Linked DNA regions of Zea mays: region 1 is linked to region 2. Evidence: chromatin contacts called from public Hi-C data. All regions are on one chromosome and are shown on one strand. Each heading gives the region's core, a stretch centred on a gene start, on an enhancer-like site or on the middle of the called end of the contact. The rest is flanking DNA. Distances are from core to core; before and after follow the strand shown.

Region 1 (4,813 bases), core at 235-2,734, 760 kb before region 2:
TATATCCATACCCGCGAAATTAATAACCGCGGATACTATATAATATCCATACCCGTACCCGCAGATACGAAAATCCACCATATCCGTACCCGACGGGTAAAACCCACTGCCATCCATAAGCACCACCGTTCGACGCGGAGCAGAGCGCGAGCCATGCAACAGAGCATGGTCATGGGGAGGCAGGCGCAGAGCACGCAACACACTACCGCACACTCCACCACCACCGCCGCTTCTCGATCTCTGTATGCACACATGATCTCAAGGAAGGGTGTTGGTTTGCCATTCAAACGAAACAATGGAGGAGACATGAATGAAGCGTTGCTGAGAAGGCAAAAGCGCACTGATGGTAGTCGATGTCCTCGGCGATGTGCTTAACCTGGACGGTGGGGACGTGGTCCATGAAGTTGTCGGTGGTGACGACAGCGAGCACGTCCTCGATGGTGAACTCAATGGACCTAGCAGGCGCGTTGAAGCAGAAGCTGAAGAGCTGCATCCCCGTGTTGACCTCCCACAACTTAGCAGTCTGATCGATCGATGGATCTAGTGAGCACGCAGCACGACATCACACACTCCGCCATCGTCGCGCCGCTCCCGGTGGCGTCCTGGGGGGGCACTGTCGAGGACACGCCGACCCCGCACAGGCCACCGCCGCGGCGCACTTCGCCACCACCGCACCGCTCCCGGTGGCGTCCTCGGGGGCGCTGCAGGGGACACGCCGGGCTCGCGTGGGTCGCCGTCTCCTCCCTGTGAAGGGGTTGCAGCACCGCCATGTGACGCGGAGCGGAGAGCACGCCATGCAACAGAGCATGGTCACGACAAGGTAGGCGCAGAGCACGCAACACACTGCCGCACACTCTGCCACCGCCGCGCCGCTCCCGATGGCGTCCTCGGGGGGCGCTGCCGAGGACACGCCGGGCCCGCGTTGGCCTCTTCTTCCTCCCCGCGAAGGGTTTGTGGAGAAGGCTCCACATGTGTTGAGAGGCACACCGCTCGAGAGGACGATGAGAAGGAGACTAATGTTTCACATGCGGTTGTGGGATTGAGAGGCGTGGTGACGCAGATTGATTAAGGGAAAATCGAGGTTTTTTAGTGACATAGCACAACCATCAAAATTGGTGATTTAATATAATAGAGATAGATACAGAGAAGAGATAAAGATAGAGATTTATTATTTAACCAATTGTAAAATATATATTATGTTTTTTTACTCTTAATATTATCAAAATAGTTTAAACCATAGTAGGAAGTTCCACGTCGGACGGTCGGGGCACCCATGGCCCTCCACGCAGTTTGTCCAATAAATTATCGCCACGTCACCAAGAGACCAGCGGGCAGCGGCTGCGGCTCTCACCGCAACGCGAGCCCAAAGATCCACGCAGAATGACATGTGGGCTTAATACAGCGTGCTGCCTTGGTAGGCCACCTACACGGCAGGCCAGACCCCACCGCGCACGAAACGATCCATGTTCTAACAGGAGGAGTGCACAAGAGGGGCCTCCGCCTCCCCTGCCCCCGCTTGCTATCGCGCGCCAGATCCCGATCTCGCCGCGATCCATGGCGTCGTCGCCGCAGCAGCCGCCGCCGTTCGCCACGCAAAACCCTACTGCGCAGGGTCCAGGCCAGGGGCCTCCAGTCTCGGGGACGGGGGCACTCCCCGGGGCGTTCTCCAATCTCCAGATCTCCCGCGGCGCGGCCCCGCCGCCCGGTGCCCCGCGGGGGCTCACGCCTCAGCAGGCACCGCCCGCCTTCGCCGCGCTTTCGGGTCCTCCACCGGCTGCAGCCCGGCCCTTCTTCCCTGGCAGCCCGCCCGCACCGCCGTTCGTGCGGGCGCCGACGGCGGCAGCTTCCGTCTCGCCGCCCTTCGGCGGACAACCGGGGGTAGTGTCCCAGCAGCCGCCACCGTTTGGGGGACCTCCAGGTGCGGCGTCTCAGCCGCCGCCGCCGTTCGGTGTTGCCCCCGGGGTGGTGTCCCAGGCGCCGCCTCCGTTCGGAGGCCCTCCTACTGCGGCGTCGCAGGCCCCTCCTCCGTTTGGAGGCCCTCCTGCCATGGCATCGCAGGTGCCTTCGCCCTTTGTTGGTCACTCTGTTGCTGCGTCTCAGGCAGCACCGTTCGGCGTCCCCCCTGTTGCGGGGTCACATCCTCCGCCGTTCGGTGGGCCTCCTGGAGCAGGGCCTCATCCAGCACCGCCACTACGGCAGACATTCCCTGGCCAGTCTGGGCCAATGGCATCCGCGGCAGCTTGGACGCAGCCAACACCACCTAGCTTTGGAGCCCCGCAACAATCTCCACCACCATTCAGTTCGCGGCCAGTTGGGCAGCCGCCCTTTGCTACGCAATCAGCGCCTGTGGCACAGCAGCTGCCCTTCATGGGGCCACCCAGGGCAAATGCCCCGGCGTTTGGGCCTCCATCCTGGCAAACTCAGGTGATCTTGCTAGTTCTATCGCAAAAGTTTAGTTTTTTCTCTTTTTGTGAGGGAGTGAGTGACACTGGGAAGTGGTGATGGTTTAGACTTTTTGTGGTGTTTCCAATCTCACATACCCAATGATTTTGTCTGAATGTTTATTTGCTAGATATTTTAATTGGGTTGTCTGATATGACATATGAGCCTTATGTTGATTGATTGAACCTGTAATCATGTGCCATAGATATTGGATTTTCTATTAAATCATATTCTGATGGCCCATAATTTGTTAAGGACTCCAAAGTTCTGTGTTGCTTATATTTCCATAATTATTTGTTTGGCCTAAATAGCATATATGTGGATTCTTGGCATACATGGTTGTTGTGATTACTAGCTTAGAAGTTAGAAGTAATACTCTTGTCAGTATGATGTGAAAAATTAGAAACTTAAATTATTGAAGTGCATGATTTCATAGTGTAAGCAGCGAATAACTGAATCTTGAACTCCTGTGATTCTAGGAACCATTGAAGTTTGACTTCTGAGTTCTGACATGCTGCATGAAATTATTTGTAGGGAGCTGGGTCTGGTGCAATGCAGCCACCTATGAGAATGCCAGGCATTCCTGGTAGCATGCAGCCAAACACACTAGGACCCCCTGGCACCCCGACTATGACTTATTCTCCACATGCTGGAACACAGGTATCAACCCCATCCAAAATTGATCCCAATCAAATTCCACGGCCTATGCCTGAATCATCAGTCATCATTTATGAGACCCGTCAAGGTGGCCAAGCAACCATCCCCCCGGTATGTCTTGAAGCTATAATTGTGTAAATGGTGTCCATTTTCATTCATATTTTGTTCCATCCCAAAACTGTTCTTGCTTCATAAAGAGTAACTTATTCATCACAGGCTGCATCTAGTGAATTTATTGTGAAGGACACTGGGAACTGTAGCCCCCGTTTAATGCGCTGCACTGTGAATCAAGTAACATTGTTTAATTGTTATTGCTTGTAATTCTCTGGCGTCTTTGTTTCTTTGTAATCTGCTGCTAATACATGTTCTACTTCTACCAGATACCTTGTACCGGTGATCTCTTGATGACTTCGGGTATGCCTTTAGCTCTGATGGTTCAACCTTTTTCTCTTCCTCACCCATCCGAGGAACCTATTCAGGTATTTTTTTGTCATTTCTTGTACCTAGGCAAATGCTGCACATGTTCAGGAAACTTTTCAGATCATTGACTGATTTTATTGGTAAATAAGTACAACTGTTGATTTCAGCAAACTTTTTAGATAAATGACTGAGTTGATAGGTATTATAATAAGTGCAACTGTTATTTTTTTCCTTTAAAGTGTTATCGAACCAATTAAATTTACAGAAATGCATTGGGATGATAATGCCACTAAAGGATGCAATACATGCATAATTGAATTAAATCTTCTAATCGAAATGAACAAATTTTATCTGAAAGGAACTTTTGTGGACTGTTGTTCTTATCTTGAAGAAGAGTAGTTTTGCTATGCCCTATGTGCTTCAACATAAAATGTTTTGCTATATATTGTTGTACATTACAATCATAAGCTATCTAACTTGCATACTTCACTTGCAAGAGAGTATTGCCACTTTTGCTCAGGTAATGCCAGTGCCGAGATCTTGTAAGTTATATGTGGCTATAATGAGTCAACAGAGGTCCTTTGGCTTCTGGTTAAAAGACAAGCTTAAACAAACAACCTACTTTTGAAATGGCTTAAGCCAAAAGCTGCATTTGTACTAGGATCCAATAGCAGTTCTAAAGAGGTTTTACTGGCAATTGAGGCCCTGTTTTGAGGGGTATCACACATATTACCTGTTCCATTAATTCAGAAGAAAATTCACAAAATACAGTCTTTTTAACTTTTCAGGCAGCCATAGAAGCCAGCAAAGGTCCAAACAAACAGTCCTAAGTGATCCACTGTTAATTGTCCCTCATTTCGGCACATTCACCCAGTGTTCTACAACCTATTACAAAGACAACCTATTTTGTGCAGGATCTCTTGTTCGGAAGCGGTGATATATATTAAAATATATGCATATAGCTACTCTAGGTATGACTGCCCACGTGTTAGGTCGAATATGTGCCTGTAAGATCACATTTAATGCCGGATTGCTGTTGTTATCCCTCCGTAATACAACCGCTATATTGGCTACTGGGGTAGGTGTTATAACCTATGACATCGATCTTAGTGATGCGGTCTTGCTGTCCATAGGTGATTGGTCGCCGGTACTGTTTCTTGTGTTTTATCATACTTCTAGGTATCACATGCATGTGTCCGCGTAGTTACAGGACCGGTGCGTGCACTGTTTAGTGGTCTCAAGTGCCTTGCAGGCTACATTGTGTGCCTGCGCACTGTGACAACCCTGTAATGTC
Region 2 (5,023 bases), core at 378-2,877:
GTTTGATCTAAAAATCAGATCGAATACACTTGGAATGGGACTTACTCTGAACTCCTTTGCACCAGGGATGAGCATTGTTGCGATGCAAGTCTCTATTCCATGGCTGTGAATGACAGCCCCAGCTCCTCTCATCAGATACGCCTTCAAAACACCAAAGGAAACTAGAGTTTTCAGATCAAAACAAGCAGAAGCAACAGAAAAATTAAAAAGGAGGGAGCATTCACAAACCTTCATGAACAGAGGAGCACAGTCCGTGCACTTAGGAGGCTTGTTTGGCCATGGCTTTGCTACAGGCGCAGAAAGCACTTTCCCATCTGCAGCCATCACATACATGTCCTCTGCTACCATCCTCTCCTTCTGCACACCTGAAAGAGGTCAACACATTTATTGCCACTGGAATGAACTAGCTACTTATTCTGGCAGAATATTAGGTATAAAATTGGAATTCCTTTCAGACACCTGCATTTTGACCCACTAACTAGCAGTAAAGGTACTAGACAGCAATACCATACAAATAAGGATCCTGATTGATATCCTTGTGTATATTCCTTAAAGCCTGAACTGCTTAAGATATCCCAACACTGGACATCTAAAGAGATATTGTGTCAGTGGTACAAGTACAACCCAATGCAGAGCGCACAGTACACCATGAGCTCAACTTGGACTGCAGTGGGATATAAGCTAAACAATGGATACTTCAAAAACTCAAACTTCTGTGTGCTATAACTTGGTGAAACGGAATTTTAAGTTGGTCTCATGGCAACCCATCATCATTCTGGGCCTTTTCCAGCGAAAGAACCTCCATCAGTTGTTTCAAAAATTTTAACTTGAATTTAGTTAAAAGTCGCCTCCACTTGAGAACTACTTGGCCTGAAGCGTTAACCTTATATGGTAATGCCTCATAGCTAGTCCATTTCATAGCATTTCATCATTGTCAGAACATGAACATAATTCGGATCAATAAAAGTAGTCCGATCAGAGGGATTCCACGTGAAGCGTGGAGACATATGGCATGAGGCATAGCTTGGGCAACAGCAGCGACTGTTTCTTGGATAACAGCAGCGATTGTTTCTTGGGTAACAGCAGCGATCTTTTCTTTTTCCAGTAGCAAACAGCAGCGATTGTTTCTTGGGTAACAGCAGCGATCTTTTCTTTTTCCAGTAGCAAAAAGCAGCGGCATCTAACTCACTACGCGGCAATTCGTCGAACAGGTGACAAGCACTCCCAAGGCCACAAAAAGCAAGCAGGAAGAGGAATCCAAGGTGAATCGCTGGTTACCGGAGGGTGACATAACGATGAGGCGATCGGCGAGCGGCACGGTGGGGTCGTTGACCTTGACGGTGATGCTGCCGCCGGTGCCCGTGACCCATCCCTGCGCGTAGAAGTGCCGACAGAGCTCCGCCACCAGCTCCCGCGCCTCCCGCACCGGCGCCCCCTCCAGGTACGCCTCCGACGCCATCGCCCCCACCGCCGCCTCGCAGCTGCACCCACTGCATGCCATGGCCGTCCCTGCCTCCGCCGCTCACGTGCCGGGATTCGAGCTGCGTGTGGGGCTGTCTTTTATTCTCTTCAGATGCTGCCAGTGGCGGCTCGATTAGTGCTGGCGAGGTTCGCAGAGAGGGCCCACATGTCAGCGAGTCATCCACGGGGAATCTCGGGCGCGGGAAGATATATATAATAATGTAATCTCGGGAATAGTCGGCACCGCAGAGAGGCGGCTTTTACTTTTTGTTACTCGAGATCGCGGACCACCGGCTCTGCGGAGTGTGGGCAAGGGAAGGACTGGGTTGTAGGACCGGGTTGTAGGACCGGGTTGTCAACGAGAAAGTGTGGTGGAGGCTAGATCGTTTTGAGTAGCTGTAACTGGCACGGCCAAGGTCATTGTCACGGGGAGCATGCGTGAAATAGGCTGCCGGATAGGTGGGGTCCGGTCAAATAAGCCACAAGACGGCACAGTTCGTGATGACATCTCACCCGCTTACCGTCGGATACAAACCCTAAATATTCGATACGATGAGTTTGCACGTCGATGTTAGAGAGGATGGAATTGAATTCAGTTGAATACCAAATCATGCATGGTATTAAAATGAAATGCAATCCTAATTATATTGTTTAGATGTCACTGAATTTGAGTTTAAAATTATGTGGTCTAATTTCACGCAATATCTAGGAGTAAGACTTTGTATTGGAAAAAGGGTTTATAGTTATAGTCTAATTTAAAACGTTTATAGTTATAGTCTAATTTAAAACCTCTGATTTAAAATCTCATTCTATGTGCAACCAAACAAAAAAATTTGGGAAAGCTTATTCCAAATCCTAATTATGTGCTTCAATATCTACAGACCAAACGGGTGTAAAATAAAATATTAGTTCATAATAATTACATGGAAACAACCATAAACTCTTCATCGCAAAAGAATCTAAGCGAGGAGAGTAGAGATAGAAAAATAGATAAGAAGTTGGAGATTAATATAAACACTTGTGGTGGTTGCATCTTGTATGGTTGGCATATACAAGATACAGATAAGACTTACCTAGTTGTTAAGCGAGAGCGGGAGAAAAACGCATCTGTCGGCGTTTCGACCCGGAGGGTCCCTGGACCGACGAGTAAATTGTTGTTGCGTGTCCCAGCCCAGATGGGTCGGCGCGAGACGGAACACAAGGGGGAACAATAAAGGGAATCGCGGCTCGTGTTGTCCTGCGCCCAGGGCGGATGCGCTTGCAGTAGGGGGTTACAAGCGTTCACGAGAGAGAGAGCCTGTCCGTCAGCCCGTCCTCCCGCGCGGCCACCTCCTCGTACGAGGGCCCTGGACCTTCCTTTTATAGATGTAAGGAGAAGGCCCAGGTGTACAATGGAGGGTGTAGCAAAGTGCTAACGTGTCTAGCAGAGAGGAGCCAGAGCCCTATGTACATGCCGACGTGGCTGTCGGAGAGGTATTGGTGCCCTGTTCATGTGATGTCGTGGCCGTCGGAGGAGCGCTTAAACCCTGTAGAAGCACAGCTGTCGGGGCTGTCGGATCCTTGCTGACGTCTCCTTGCTTTCCGTAGGGGGCTGAGAACCGTCGTCGTCATGGAGCACGCGGGGTGCTATCATTACTTGTTTACCGGGGCGAGCCAGATGGGACGCAGGTCTTGTTCCCTGTAGCCTGAGCTAGCTAGGGGTAGGGTAATGATGTACCCCCCTGCGGCGTGGTCGGTCCGAGCCCGAGGTCGGGCGAGGCGGTGACTCCTCCGAGGTTGAGGCTGAGTCCGAGCCCTGGGGTCGGGCGAGGCGGAGACCGTCGTCTGAGGTCGAGGTTGAGTCCGAGCCCTAGGGTCGGGCGAAGCGGAGACCGTCTTCCGAGGTCGAGGTTGAGTCCGAGCCCTGGGGTCGGGCGTGGCGGAGACCGTCTTCCGAGGTCGAGGTTGAGTCCGAGCCCTGGGGTCGGGCAAGGCGGAGACCGTCTTCCGAGGTCGAGGTTGAGCCTGAGCCCTGGGGTCGGGCGAGGCGGAGCTTCCTATGGCGCCTGAGGCTAGACTTGGCTGCTGTCAGCCTCACCCTGGCGGGTGGCACAGCAGTCGGAGCAGGGCAGGCGACGCTGTTCTCCTGTCAGGTCAGTGAGTGAAGGGGCGAAATGACTGCGGTCACTTCGGCCCTGTCAACTGAGGGGCGCGCGTCAGGATAAGGTGTCAGGCGATCCTTGCATTGAATGCCCCTGCGATACGGTCGGTTGGCGTGGCGATCTAGCCAAGGTTGCTTCTCCGCGAAGCCTGCCCGAGCTGGGCCTCGGGCGAGTCGAAGGTGCGCCCGTTGCTTGAGGAGGCCCTCGGGCGAGGCGTGAATCCACCTGGGTCTGATGTTCTTTCCCGAGGCTGGGCTCGGGCGAGGCGAGATTGTGTCCCTTGAGTGGGCGGAGCCTTGACCTGAATTGCGCTCATCAGGCCTTTGCAGCTTTGTGCTGATGGTGATTACTAGCCGAGTTTAGGAGCCTTGGGGGTACCCCTAATTATGGTCCCCGACAGTAGCCCACGAGCCTCAAAGGGAGTGTTGGTACTCGCTTGGAGGCTTTGTCGCACTTTTTTGCAAGGGGACCGACCTTTCTCGGTTACACTTTGTTCCGGTGGGTGCGCGCGAGCGCACCCGTCGGGTGTAGCCCCCGAGGCCTCGGAGGAGTGGTTTGACTCCTCCAAGGTCTTAGTGTCTTTCGTGACGCCTCGGCCGGTCTGGTTGTTCCCTCATGCGAACTGGTCGTAGCCCGGGTGCATAGTCAGGTTCCGAGTTCTCGGGCTGGTATGTTGACGCTATCAACGGTTTGGCCGGAGTCGGGTTTGCGAGAGCAGCCCTCGAGCCTCTGCACAGGGCGAGAGGACGGTCAAGGACTGACTCAGCTTTTTTCATATGCCCCTTCATCGCCTTTCCACAAGGAGGAGGGGGGAAAGCGCCATGTTGCCCTCGAAGGGCACCGAACATGGTGTCTCCAGTGAGTTGCTAACGGGTGATCTGAGTGGACGCCCGTGCCCCGTTCGATAAGGGTCGGCTAGTGGCCCAGAGGCGCGCTCCAAAAGTACCTGCAGGTGATTTGCTGGACCCGGTCCCGTTTGATAGGGTCCGAGGGCTCGATGCCTCCCTCTGATGGGATTCCGTTACAGAATCGCTCCTGCTAGTCTCGGAAATGTCCTAGGGTACCTCGGGAGCGTAGCCCGAGCCTCGGCCATGTATCGGACGTACCAAGAGTCATCCCTCGCTCTGCATGTTCTGAGGCGGCTGTCGAGCCCTTCGGGGGGGCCAGCCTTCGAACCCCTGATCAGTAGTGGGCGTGAAGCCCGAGTGGCCTGAGGTGGCTGTCGAACCCTTCCGAGGGGCCAGCCTTCGAACCTCTGACCAGTAGGGGGGCTCAGGGCCCGCGTGCTCTGAGGCGGTTGTCGAACCCTTCCGAGGGGCCAGCCTTCGAACCTCTGATCAGTAGGAGGGCTCGGGGCCCGCTTCCTTCGCGGAGAAGGATCCCTTTCGAAGTATCCCCTTTCTCGGTCCCTGTAGCAAGAG

Evidence for each region. A called contact is a pair of places that touch in the nucleus more often than the background predicts.
Region 1: a Hi-C map of endosperm shows a contact between it and region 2, with 2.0 times the contacts expected there. The contact joins the promoter of LOC100382471 here to the promoter of LOC100282341 in region 2. A contact is called at or near these places in 4 of 25 Hi-C or Micro-C datasets (bundle sheath, ear, endosperm and 1 more).

Annotation. Positions count from the first base shown.
Region 1 is chr4:21,119,834-21,124,646 of Zm-B73-REFERENCE-NAM-5.0, reverse strand. It overlaps LOC100382471 (Protein transport protein Sec24-like CEF), which reads left to right and starts at 1,484. Exons shown (of 23, transcript NM_001175211.1): 1 at 1,484-2,424; 2 at 2,977-3,210; 3 at 3,316-3,390; 4 at 3,480-3,578. The coding sequence starts at 1,555.
Region 2 is chr4:20,359,418-20,364,440 of Zm-B73-REFERENCE-NAM-5.0, reverse strand. It overlaps LOC100282341 (Probable bifunctional methylthioribulose-1-phosphate dehydratase/enolase-phosphatase E1), which reads right to left and starts at 1,627. Exons shown (of 12, transcript NM_001155253.2): 1 at 1,279-1,627; 2 at 229-365; 3 at 46-141. The coding sequence starts at 1,501.